2 separate regions of the Pan troglodytes genome follow, and region 2 is linked to region 1. A link is a contact called in public HiChIP or PLAC-seq data. All regions are on one chromosome and are shown on one strand. The core of a region is the stretch at or near the end of the contact, and the rest is flanking DNA. Distances in the headings are between cores, read along the strand shown. Region 1 holds the start of RBX1 (ring-box 1). Region 2 holds the start of EP300 (E1A binding protein p300).

Region 1 (4,811 bases), core at 1,395-3,894:
CAGGCTGGTATGCAGTGGCGCCATCTCAGCTCACTGCAACCTCCATGTATGGGCTCAGGTAATCCTCCCCCCTCAGCCTCCAGAGTAGCTGGGACTAAAGGCATGTGCCACCACGCCTAGCTTACTTTTGTATTTTTTGTAGAGACGTTTCACCATGTTGGCCAGGCTGGTCTGGAATTCCTGGACTCAAGTGATCCGGCTGCCTTGGCCTCCCAAAGTGCTGGGATTACAGACCTAAGCCACCCCGCCTGGCGGATACGTGAAACTTTTTTTTTTTTTTTTTGAGATAAACTCTCACTTTGTTGCCCAGGCTGGAGGCACGATCTTGGCTCACTGCTACCTCCACCTCCCGGGTTCAATCCATTCTCCTGCCTCAGCCTCCTGAGTAGCTGGGACTACAGGTACCCGCCACCACGCCCGGCTAATTTTTTTGTATTTTTAGTAGAGACGGGGTTTCACCATGTTGGCCAGGCTGGTCTCTAACTCCTGACCTCAGGTGATTCTCCCACCTCGGCCTCCCAAAGTGCTGGGATTACAGGCTAGGCCACCTCTACTGGCCCTGAGACTTCTTGATGTATTTATTTGTTGACTTGCGTATTATTCCCTAACTAGGGGTTTATTTGACTCTGTTATTATGTCTCTTCTGTTTAAAACAGAACCTGGTAAATATCAATACTTTTATTGAATGATTGATAAATATGTCTTCAAGACCTTAATTTACAATGGGTTTCTAGTATTCCTGTCAGGGCCTGTAGGCACACAACAAATTAACAACAGAAATTTTAACAAAGTCATTAAAACTTGGGCTAAGAAAAACTTTGTAGGGTTCTTGTAGCCCTTTAAGGTCTCACACAATTTTTCTTTCCAAGTCTGGATAAAGCTGTGGTGGTCTTTTCCCGGATCTGTTGTTGCTGTTTATAACTAACAAACAAATCGCAATTCTTTCTCTTTTATTATTTTTTTGGGGGGGGGAACGGAGTCTCGCTCTGTCACCCAGGCGTGGAGTGCAGTGGCTCGATCTCGGCTCACTGCCACCTCCACCTCCCGGGTTCAAGAGATTCTCCTGCCTCAGCCTCCTGAGTAGCTGGGACTACAGGCGCGTGCCACCACACCCAGCTAATTTTTGTATTTTTAGTAGGGACGGGGTTTCGTCATGTTGGCCAGGCTGGTCTCAAACTCCTGACCTCAGGTAATCCACCTGCCTCGGCCTCCCAAAGTGGCTCCCAGGCGTGAGCCACCCCGCCCAGCCTATTCTTTCTCTTTAGCAATAGAGTAAGCACGCTCCATTACCCGCCAGTTATCTTTTAAGAGAAAATACAAGGCTTCAAATGCACCTGTACGAGATCTAAGAGTGCTCTGGCAGAGTCACACCTCTGCAAGGTTAGAGATGTCAAAGGGAGTCCTGGTCTAGCCAGAAATGGGAGAGTGACAAAGTACAGGTGCTTGGGTCGGGTGGGATGGCTCACTCCTGTGATCCCAGCACTTTGGGAGGCCGAAGTGGGAGGATCACTTGGGCCCAGGAGTTCGAGACCAGCCTAGGCAACATAGCGAGACCTTGTCTCTATTTTTTTAAAAAATTAAAAAAGAAAAAAAAAAAATCGGCTCTAGCACTTTGGGAGGCCGAGGCAGGCGGATCACCTGAGGTCAGGAGTTCGGGACCAGCCTGGCTAACGTGGTGAAACCCCGTTTCTACTAAAAATACAAAAAATTAGCCGGGCGTGGTGGCGGGCGCCTGTAATCTCAGCTACTCGGGAGGCTGAGGTAGGAGAATCGCTTGAATCATGGAGGCGGAGGTTGCAGTGGGCCGAAATCGCGCCATTACACTCCAGCCTGGGCAACAAGAGTTAAAAAAGAATGCCTCACAAAAATTCAAGAAATACAGCGACTGCAGATGGGTCGGTTTCACTACAGCACAAGCAGCGGAAAAAGGACACAGATCGGGGAGAAATCACCCTACAAAGATGACAACTGAGGAATGCGGAGTGGGGACTGACACACGTTACGGTGAAACCGTGCACCACGACCAAAGGCGGTCCTAGGACTGCGACTATGTGGGCGCAGAGGCCACCCCCCAGGCTTGGCGGGCGAGTAAAGGCAGGGCTGGGGGCCTGCTCAGTGTGGCCTTAGGGAGGAACTTCGGGGGTCTCCTCTCTCCCCATCGAATCCCTGAGCAGTTCCCGAACAGAAATCGGAGACCAGACGGTGCCTGGGCCCCAGCCCTCCCACGGGGACTGCACCTTGGGCCTGGCTCGGAAGCGGGTCAGAGTCTGCGAAAGACCAGCGAGGACTCTTGGGTTTCGGGGCAGGCCGCGGGCGCCCACCCCCGCCAGCACCGGGAGCCGCGCGGCAACTCGGCGAGCCCGGCAGGCAGGACAGGACTGCGGCGCAGGTCTGGCTCAGGCGGAGGAAGCAGCCGCCGCCCCAGCTGACGGAGCGCGGCCGGGGGCTTCCCAGAGGAGGCAGCGACGTCGAGCCCTTTCGAACGTTTCCACCCGGCTAGCTCACGTAGCCTCGGCCCCGCCCGGCCCCGCCCCACCCACTCCGGCCACCGCCCCCTCCCCGGCCTACACTTCGCGGGTGGGGCGACCTGCGACAGCCCCTTTAAGAGGCGTGGTCACGTGCTCCGCCCCCACCTCCGCCTCGCGCGCCAGTAAGGGGTGGGGTGCGGGAGGAGGTGCCGGGGAAGTGGGGGGAGCGAAGTGTGCGCTGCTGCGCAGGCGCGGTGGTCGGACGACAGACCGTGTGTTTCCAAAATGGCGGCAGCGATGGATGTGGATACCCCGAGCGGCACCAACAGCGGCGCGGGCAAGAAGCGCTTTGAAGTGAAAAAGGTTGGGTCTCGCCAGCGCCTTCCTCAGGGAAGCTAGAGAGGCGCGGATCTGGCTGGCAGGCCCGAGGATGGTCGAGGCGCGGAGTAAAGGGTTTCATTTCAGGGCGTTCCTGGGACCGGGTACCACGAAAGGAAGCCGGGGGGCGGGTCTTAGAGTTGATCGGCGTGACGGCGGCCCACTGTTGGGGGAAGTGTTGGTTTCGCTGTGAGGCTAAGGGGCCAATCACAGAGCTGCTTATTGAGATACGCGGGGTTGCGACTTGGCGGCGGGAGCCAAGCGCTTGAGCTGTCACTGGAGTGGTTGAGAGGTGGGGGAAGGACAGGGTAGGGTGGGGTGGGGTGGGTGGAATGGGGAGTCGAAGCGAATGCGGCGGTGGAGGATGGGGCAGTGCGGCGAAAGCCTGGAACCTGAGGTCCTACCGCATTAGAGGCCTCTGAGGAGCCCCCTTGGTGATCTTGCTCCGCCCCTTTTTGAAGCTTGGGGTCCTCTCACTTGGAGGGGTCCTCTCACTTGGAGGGATCCTTGCTGAACCGAGGCCTCACACCGCCTGGTTAGAGTCTGGAGTGTAATGCTTGGCTCTTCTGAGACGTCTGTTGGCTTTTCACACAACCACCCCACTCTTGGGTTCTCTGTCACGTCCAGAATCTCCCCCTTCCAAAATAATAATAAAAAGCATGGTGGAACTTGTTAAGAAAATCCGAGCCCAAATCCTGTGGCAGTTAGGGAGGGTTGAGTACTAGTCGCGAACGACTTGGTAAGCGTGGGAAAGCAAAAATGGAACGTGTCTTTTTGCATGAAATGCCTTTTAGTGGTTTGCCACAGTTTGGGAGAACAGTATCGATTCCCACCTAACATGAAAGCTGTTCAAAATGGAGATTCTAAAATAGGGAAGATATTCCTAGAACATCTGGCTAAACACTGACAATATCCCCCGTCCTACTGCTTTTTGGTGTCTCGTTGTGGCCACTGCTGCTCAGTTACAGCCAGCAGCCATATTGAAAAATAATAGAAGTAGGGGCTTTTCCTCCACCTTGAAGCTGTGATGTGAAAAGTGGTAAAGAAGTTACTAGGCACTGAGAATGGGGTTTGAAAGCGATGAAGGTTTGGGAGTATTTGTAATTGAGGAAGCCAGAGTTGAATGAATGAAATTCTGTTAAACTCTTACTGGAATTATTATCTTAATAGAAGAGTCTAAACATATAAAAGTTGAGAACATCAGTTTATTTTATGGCAAGAAACAAAATTCTAGTGAATTGTAGAATTTGTTATGAAGTAATCTAAGATTTAAGTGATGACCTTGTTTTGTGTACTGACACGGGTATTTAATTATCCAGCTTATCCCATGATTACCCATTTTATGATCCAGTCATTATCTTAGTTCATTCTGTTCTCTAGCTTTCACTTCATTGCTCATGCTTCCAGAGCTGCGTAGAGCAGATACTTATTCAGATTTTGAGCTCTTCTGCAACTGCCACCAAAACCTGCACAGAAATTCAAGTTTGTGCCCCCTTTTTTTTTTTTTTTTTTTGAGATGGAGTCTCACTCTGTCGCCCAGGCTGGAGTGCAGTGGCACGATCTCGGCTCACTGCAACCTCCGTCCCCCAGATTCAGGCGATTCTCCTGTCTCAGCTTCCCAAATAGCTGGTATTATAGACACCCGCCACCAGGCCTGGCTAATTTTTGTATTTTTAGTAAAGATAGGGTTTTGCCATGTTGGCCAGGCTGGTCTTGAACTCCTGACCTCAGTGATCCGCCCGCCTCGGCCTCCCAAAATGCTAGGACTATAGGCGTGAGCCACTGCACCCGGCCAGACTAAATTATTTTAAACTATAGGAAACAAATTAAAAGATGACATTAATTTCTGTGTTCATATACTCAGCCTTTTGGAGAATAGAACATACGTGTAGTCTACTGTTGTCTTTGGTATAATAAGATTAACGTAATATCCAAAAACTTTTGTTTGGTGGTTCCCTGTGGCCA
Region 2 (4,811 bases), core at 1,653-4,152, 140 kb after region 1:
CGCCCAGGCCAGAGTGCAGTGCCGCGATCTCGGCTCACTGCAAGCTCCACCTCCCGGGTTCACGCCATTCTCCTGCCTCAGCCTCCCGAGTAGCTGGGACTACAGGTGCCCGCCACCGTGCCCGGCTAATTTTTTGTATTTTTAGTAGAGACGGGGTTTCACCGTGTTAACCAGGATGGTCTCGATCTCCTGACCTCGTGATCCGCCCGCCTTGGCCTCCCAAAGTGCTGGGATTACAGGCGTGAGCCACCGCACCCGGCCTTTTTTTTTTTTTTTTTTTTTTTTGAGACAGAGTCTCGCTCTGTCGCACAGGCTGGAGTGCAGTGGGTGATCTCTGCTCACTGCAGGCTCTGCCTCCCGGGTTCACGCCATTCTCCTGCCTCAGCCTCCCGAGTAGCTAGGACTACAGGTGCCCGCCACCACGCCCAGCTAATTTTTTTGTGTGTGTTTTTAGTAGAGATGGAGTTTCACCGTGTTGGCCAGGATGGTCTCAATCTCCTGACCTCCTGATCCGCCCTCCTCGGCCTCCCAAAGTGCTGGGATTACAAGCGTGAGCCACGGCGCCCGGTTCAATTTGCCTGCTTTTCTACTGCAGTTTGGGTGATCTAGGCCTGATCATTAGAGGACAGATTCCATCCCTGTCAGCAACTTCAATTGCTCCATTAGGATCTTCACTCTTATGTTCTTATTTATTCATCCCAACATTAATTTAAAAAACAAACAGAAACAATATAAAAAAAAAACAAAGAAAATCCAACAATTTGCAAATACCAGCTACGGAGCATGAGATATGAAATAAAAGAAAAAAAAAATTTTTTTCTTTGGGACAGAGTTTTGCTCTTGTCGCCCAGGCTGGAGTGCAATGGCACAATCTCAGCTCACTGCAACCTCCGCTTCCCGGGTTTAAGAGATTCTCCTACCTCAGCCTCCCAAGTAGCTAGGATTACAGGCGTGCACCACCACACCCGGACAAGTTTTGTATTTTTAGTAGAAACGGGGTTTCACCATGTTGGCCAGGCTCGTCTCGAACTCCTGACCTCAGGTGATCCACTGGCCTCGGCCTCACAAAGTGCTGGGATTACAGGCGTGAGCCACCGTGCCTGGCCGAGAAAAAGCTTTTAACCGTATCAGTAGATACTGGTTTCGGGGTTTCTTTCGGGGTCACTTACACCCCTGCCACCTCCTCCAGTACCAATTTACCCATGGCCAAACACAGGGTGATGTGTAGGAACCTGAAAGCACGTCTCCGACCTCAGCTGCAAAACTGTGGAGTCCCACACACCAGACTTTATATTCCAGCATTTCCTCTCACCATTACATTTTTGCTTTTTTCCATCCTTACATTACCTTTACCACATTTTTGTTTTTCCAATAATTACATTAGATAAGGCAATGGCTAGACGTGGTCTTTTACTAACTTGTTCTATTGGGAGCGGACGAGAAAAAAAAAAAGACAAACCCTAGAAATGTCTTCAGGTCCCAGCCATGTTTAGGAAAATACTTGAAGGCTTCTGCGGTGAGAGTGCTACCTGGTAAGGGCGTATGGACACACGTGGAGGGCAAGAAATGAATTTGGGTCTGGTGCCGAAACATCTTTCCACTGCTGTGATTTTGTTTTCTGGTCAGAGTAATAATGCTCGTTGTAAAATAAATAAATAAATAATACATAAAAAGGAAAAGGAAAATTCAGAGAAAATGAAAACAACTCGTAATCAACGTGCTTTTTGGATGTGAACTGCTCCCTTTGGGAGGGCAATGGAGAAGTGAGGACGCACTGGGTATCTGGCCCGGAACAGCCGGCAGTGGGTACACCCTGCCTGGTGGATTCGACCGGGGTTTTGGGGTACCCGCCACCCAAGGGCCGAAGAGCAGGGCCGCCCTACGGGCGCTCCCATTTGGCCACCTGAGTGGCGACTTGGCGCCTTCCTCGGAGCAGCTCCGGGGTTCCGTCGTCCCGGTTCCCACCGGTCCCTTACGCAGAGACCAAAGGCAGGAACCTTCCCTCGTAACTATCCACCGACTGAAAATAGATTCTGAGTCCGTCCCCGCCCCTCCCCCCTTAAAATCCTCCCCACTCTTAAAATCCTCCCCTTTAAAGGGAGCCACAGGGTGACGCCGGGGGAGTTTGCGGAAGCGCTAACCGCGTTGGGGCCTAGGGCGGATCCCGTGATTGGGACAGGCCCCGCCCCCGGCTCCACTTCCCCCATTGTGTGAGCGGCTCGGGCCTAGGCCCCGCCCCCCTCCGGAGGCCCGGCCCCTCCCCTTTTTCACCCCCCCTTGGCTCATTTCCGGCCGCCGCCGCTACCGCTAGCCTGTAAGGAGGATTCGGCAGAGGGAAGAAACAACAGCCGCCATCTTGTTTGTGTGCTAGGCTGGGGGGGAGAGAGGGCGAGAGAGAGCGGGCGAGAGTGGGCAAGCGGGACGCCGGGCTGAGTGCTAACTGCGGGAGCCAGAGAGTGCGGAGGGGAGTCGGGTCGGAGAGAGGCGGCAGGGGCTGAGACAGTGGCAGGGGGCCCGGGGCGCACGGGCTGAGGCGACCCCCAGCCCCCTCCCGTCCGCACACACCCCCACCGCGGTCCAGGAGCCGGGCCGGCGTCGACGCCTAGGGGGGACCATTACATAACCCCGCGCCCCGCGGCGCCTTCGCCCGCCGCCGCGGGCGGCCCCGAACGGAGCCCCGGGGGGCGGGCGCTCCCAGCACCTGGCCGCCGGCGGTGGGGGCCGTAGCAGCGGCCGTATTTATTTATTTTCCGCGGGAAAGGAAGGCGAAGGAGGGGAGCGCGGCGCGAGGAGGGGCCGCCTGCGCCGCCGCCGGAGCGGGGCCTCCTCGGTGGGCTCCGCGTCGGCGCGGGCGTGCGGGCGGCGCTGCTCGGCCCGGCCCCCTCGGCCCTCTGGTCCGGCCAGCTCCGCTCCCGGCGTCCTTGCCGCGCCTCCGCCGGCCGCCGCGCGATGTGAGGCGGCGGCGCCAGCCTGGCTCTCGGCTCGGGCGAGCTCTCTGCGGCCATTAGGGGCCGGTGCGGCGGCGGCGCGGAGCGCGGCGGCAGGAGGAGGGTTCGGAGGGTGGGGGCGCAGGCCCGGGAGGGGGCACCGGGAGGAGGTGAGTGTCTCTTGTCGCCTCCTCCTCTCCCCCCTTTTCGCCCCCGCCTCCTTGTGGCGATGAGAAGGAGGAGGACAGCGCCGAGGAGGAAGAGGCTGATGGCGGCGGCGGAGCTCCGAGAGACCTCGGCTGGGCAGGGGCCGGCCGTGGCGGGCCGGGGACTGCGCCTCTAGAGCCGCGAGTTCTCGGGAATTCGCCACAGCGGACGCGCTCGGCGAATTTGTGCTCTTGTGCCCTCCTCCGGGCTTGGGCCCAGGCCCGGCCCCTCGCACTTGCCCTTACCTTTTCTATCGAGTACGCATCCCTCTCCAGCCACTGCGACCCGGCGAAGAGAAAAAGGAACTTCCCCCACCCCCTCGGGTGCCGTCGGAGCCCCCCAGCCCACCCCTGGGTGCGGCGCGGGGACCCCGGGCCGAAGAAGAGATTTCCTGAGGATTCTGGTTTTCCTCGCTTGTATCTCCGAAAGAATTAAAAATGGCCGAGAATGTGGTGGAACCGGGGCCGCCTTCAGCCAAGCGGCCTAAACTCTCATCTCCGGCCCTCTCGGCGTCCGCCAGCGATGGCACAGGTTAGTTTCGGCAGCCCCGGCCTTCCACGTTCCCTTTAATCTTTTCTACTCGGTGCGCCTTTATTCTTCCATTTTTTTTTTCTTCCTCTCTCTCTAGTTCCCTGCCCCTTAATTAATTTTAAAGGTATTTGAATGAGCTGGTCGAAGACGTCCAGTAGCCCAACCATTTTCTTTGCCTCCTAATACATTGATTGCAACACTATGTCATATCGGTGTGTGTTCTGGAATTAGAGCTCGTAAGTGGGTGCTATATAGAAATGGCCTGTATTGTTGCTCTCATGCAATTTAATTTGGGAAATGCCAATGCATTTGTGTGTAAGAGCTCCTATGCAATTTAAGTTTCATTTTTTTTGTTCTTGGCAAATGAATTTCGAATCCTTTCTCCTTACTGTACTTACTGTGTTTCCTCTACTTTCCACTCTTCGAAATTTTCTCTCTTTTGCAGAATATTTTCTGTTGAGGAATAGGGTGTAAAAAAATCTTGATTTTGTGTGTGCGAGGTCCAAGATTTCAGGTTAGAGGTGAAGTTTAACAATTCTTTTATCTTACCTACCATTCTTAGCTTTTTTTTCCTTTTTCTTCTTATTTGCTTTAAGAATCAATATGGAGCGCAGTTCATTTCACATCTCCCAGTTCTTTGGTGTGAGACCAAAATGTCTAAAACTCTGGGTTTTTAGGTTGGGAGAACAGGGGCATGTTCTTTGCAGTTTGCAGTCACTTTCTCATTTTAGGGGAAATAAAAAAGATAAACAATTTTGTGGAGTTACGTACCTGGAAATCAAGGTTAGAAGTTGAAAGAGTTCCAATCATGAACTACAAACATGAACTGATTGTACAAAAGTTTAAAATGTGCATTAGGTTTGGTGTTTGTGTGTGTCTTTGTCTTTTTACACTTTTAAACATACTTGGAGATCAAGATTTTCGTTTAAAAGCTTTACGACCAGTTCATTCAGTTGTGGACTAGCTCCTTTGTCAGGAGAAGTTCAGGGAGACTTCTTCCATCATCCCTTCATTCTTTTCTTACAGTTAGTTTAATGGTGTTATCCTGATGGGTAAGGACCTTTTCTTTGCTGGGATAATGAAGATGAAGAATGGCTGGCCATCTGACAGTCCACAAGATGTTCCCCTTTACTACGGAGCATCTCT

What was found. HiChIP or PLAC-seq counts read pairs in DNA pulled down with a chosen protein or histone mark.
Region 2: a contact with region 1 is called in an H3K4me3 HiChIP or PLAC-seq map of stem cell-derived excitatory neurons, with 9 times the contacts expected there. The contact joins the promoter of EP300 here to the promoter of RBX1 in region 1. A contact is called at or near these places in 2 of 7 Hi-C or Micro-C datasets (induced pluripotent stem cells and stem cell-derived neural progenitor cells), 1 of 1 datasets of contacts at active chromatin or transcription factors (stem cell-derived excitatory neurons) and 1 of 1 other capture datasets (stem cell-derived neural stem cells).

The regions. Positions count from the first base shown.
Region 1 is chr23:42,940,058-42,944,868 of NHGRI_mPanTro3-v2.0_pri, forward strand. RBX1 (ring-box 1) reads left to right here and starts at 2,645. Exons shown (of 5, transcript XM_515153.7): 1 at 2,645-2,831. The coding sequence starts at 2,754.
Region 2 is chr23:43,083,715-43,088,525 of NHGRI_mPanTro3-v2.0_pri, forward strand. EP300 (E1A binding protein p300) reads left to right here and starts at 2,903. Exons shown (of 31, transcript NM_001244670.3): 1 at 2,903-3,665. The coding sequence starts at 3,572. It overlaps MIR1281 (microRNA mir-1281), which reads left to right and starts at 3,081; the gene lies at 3,081-3,133.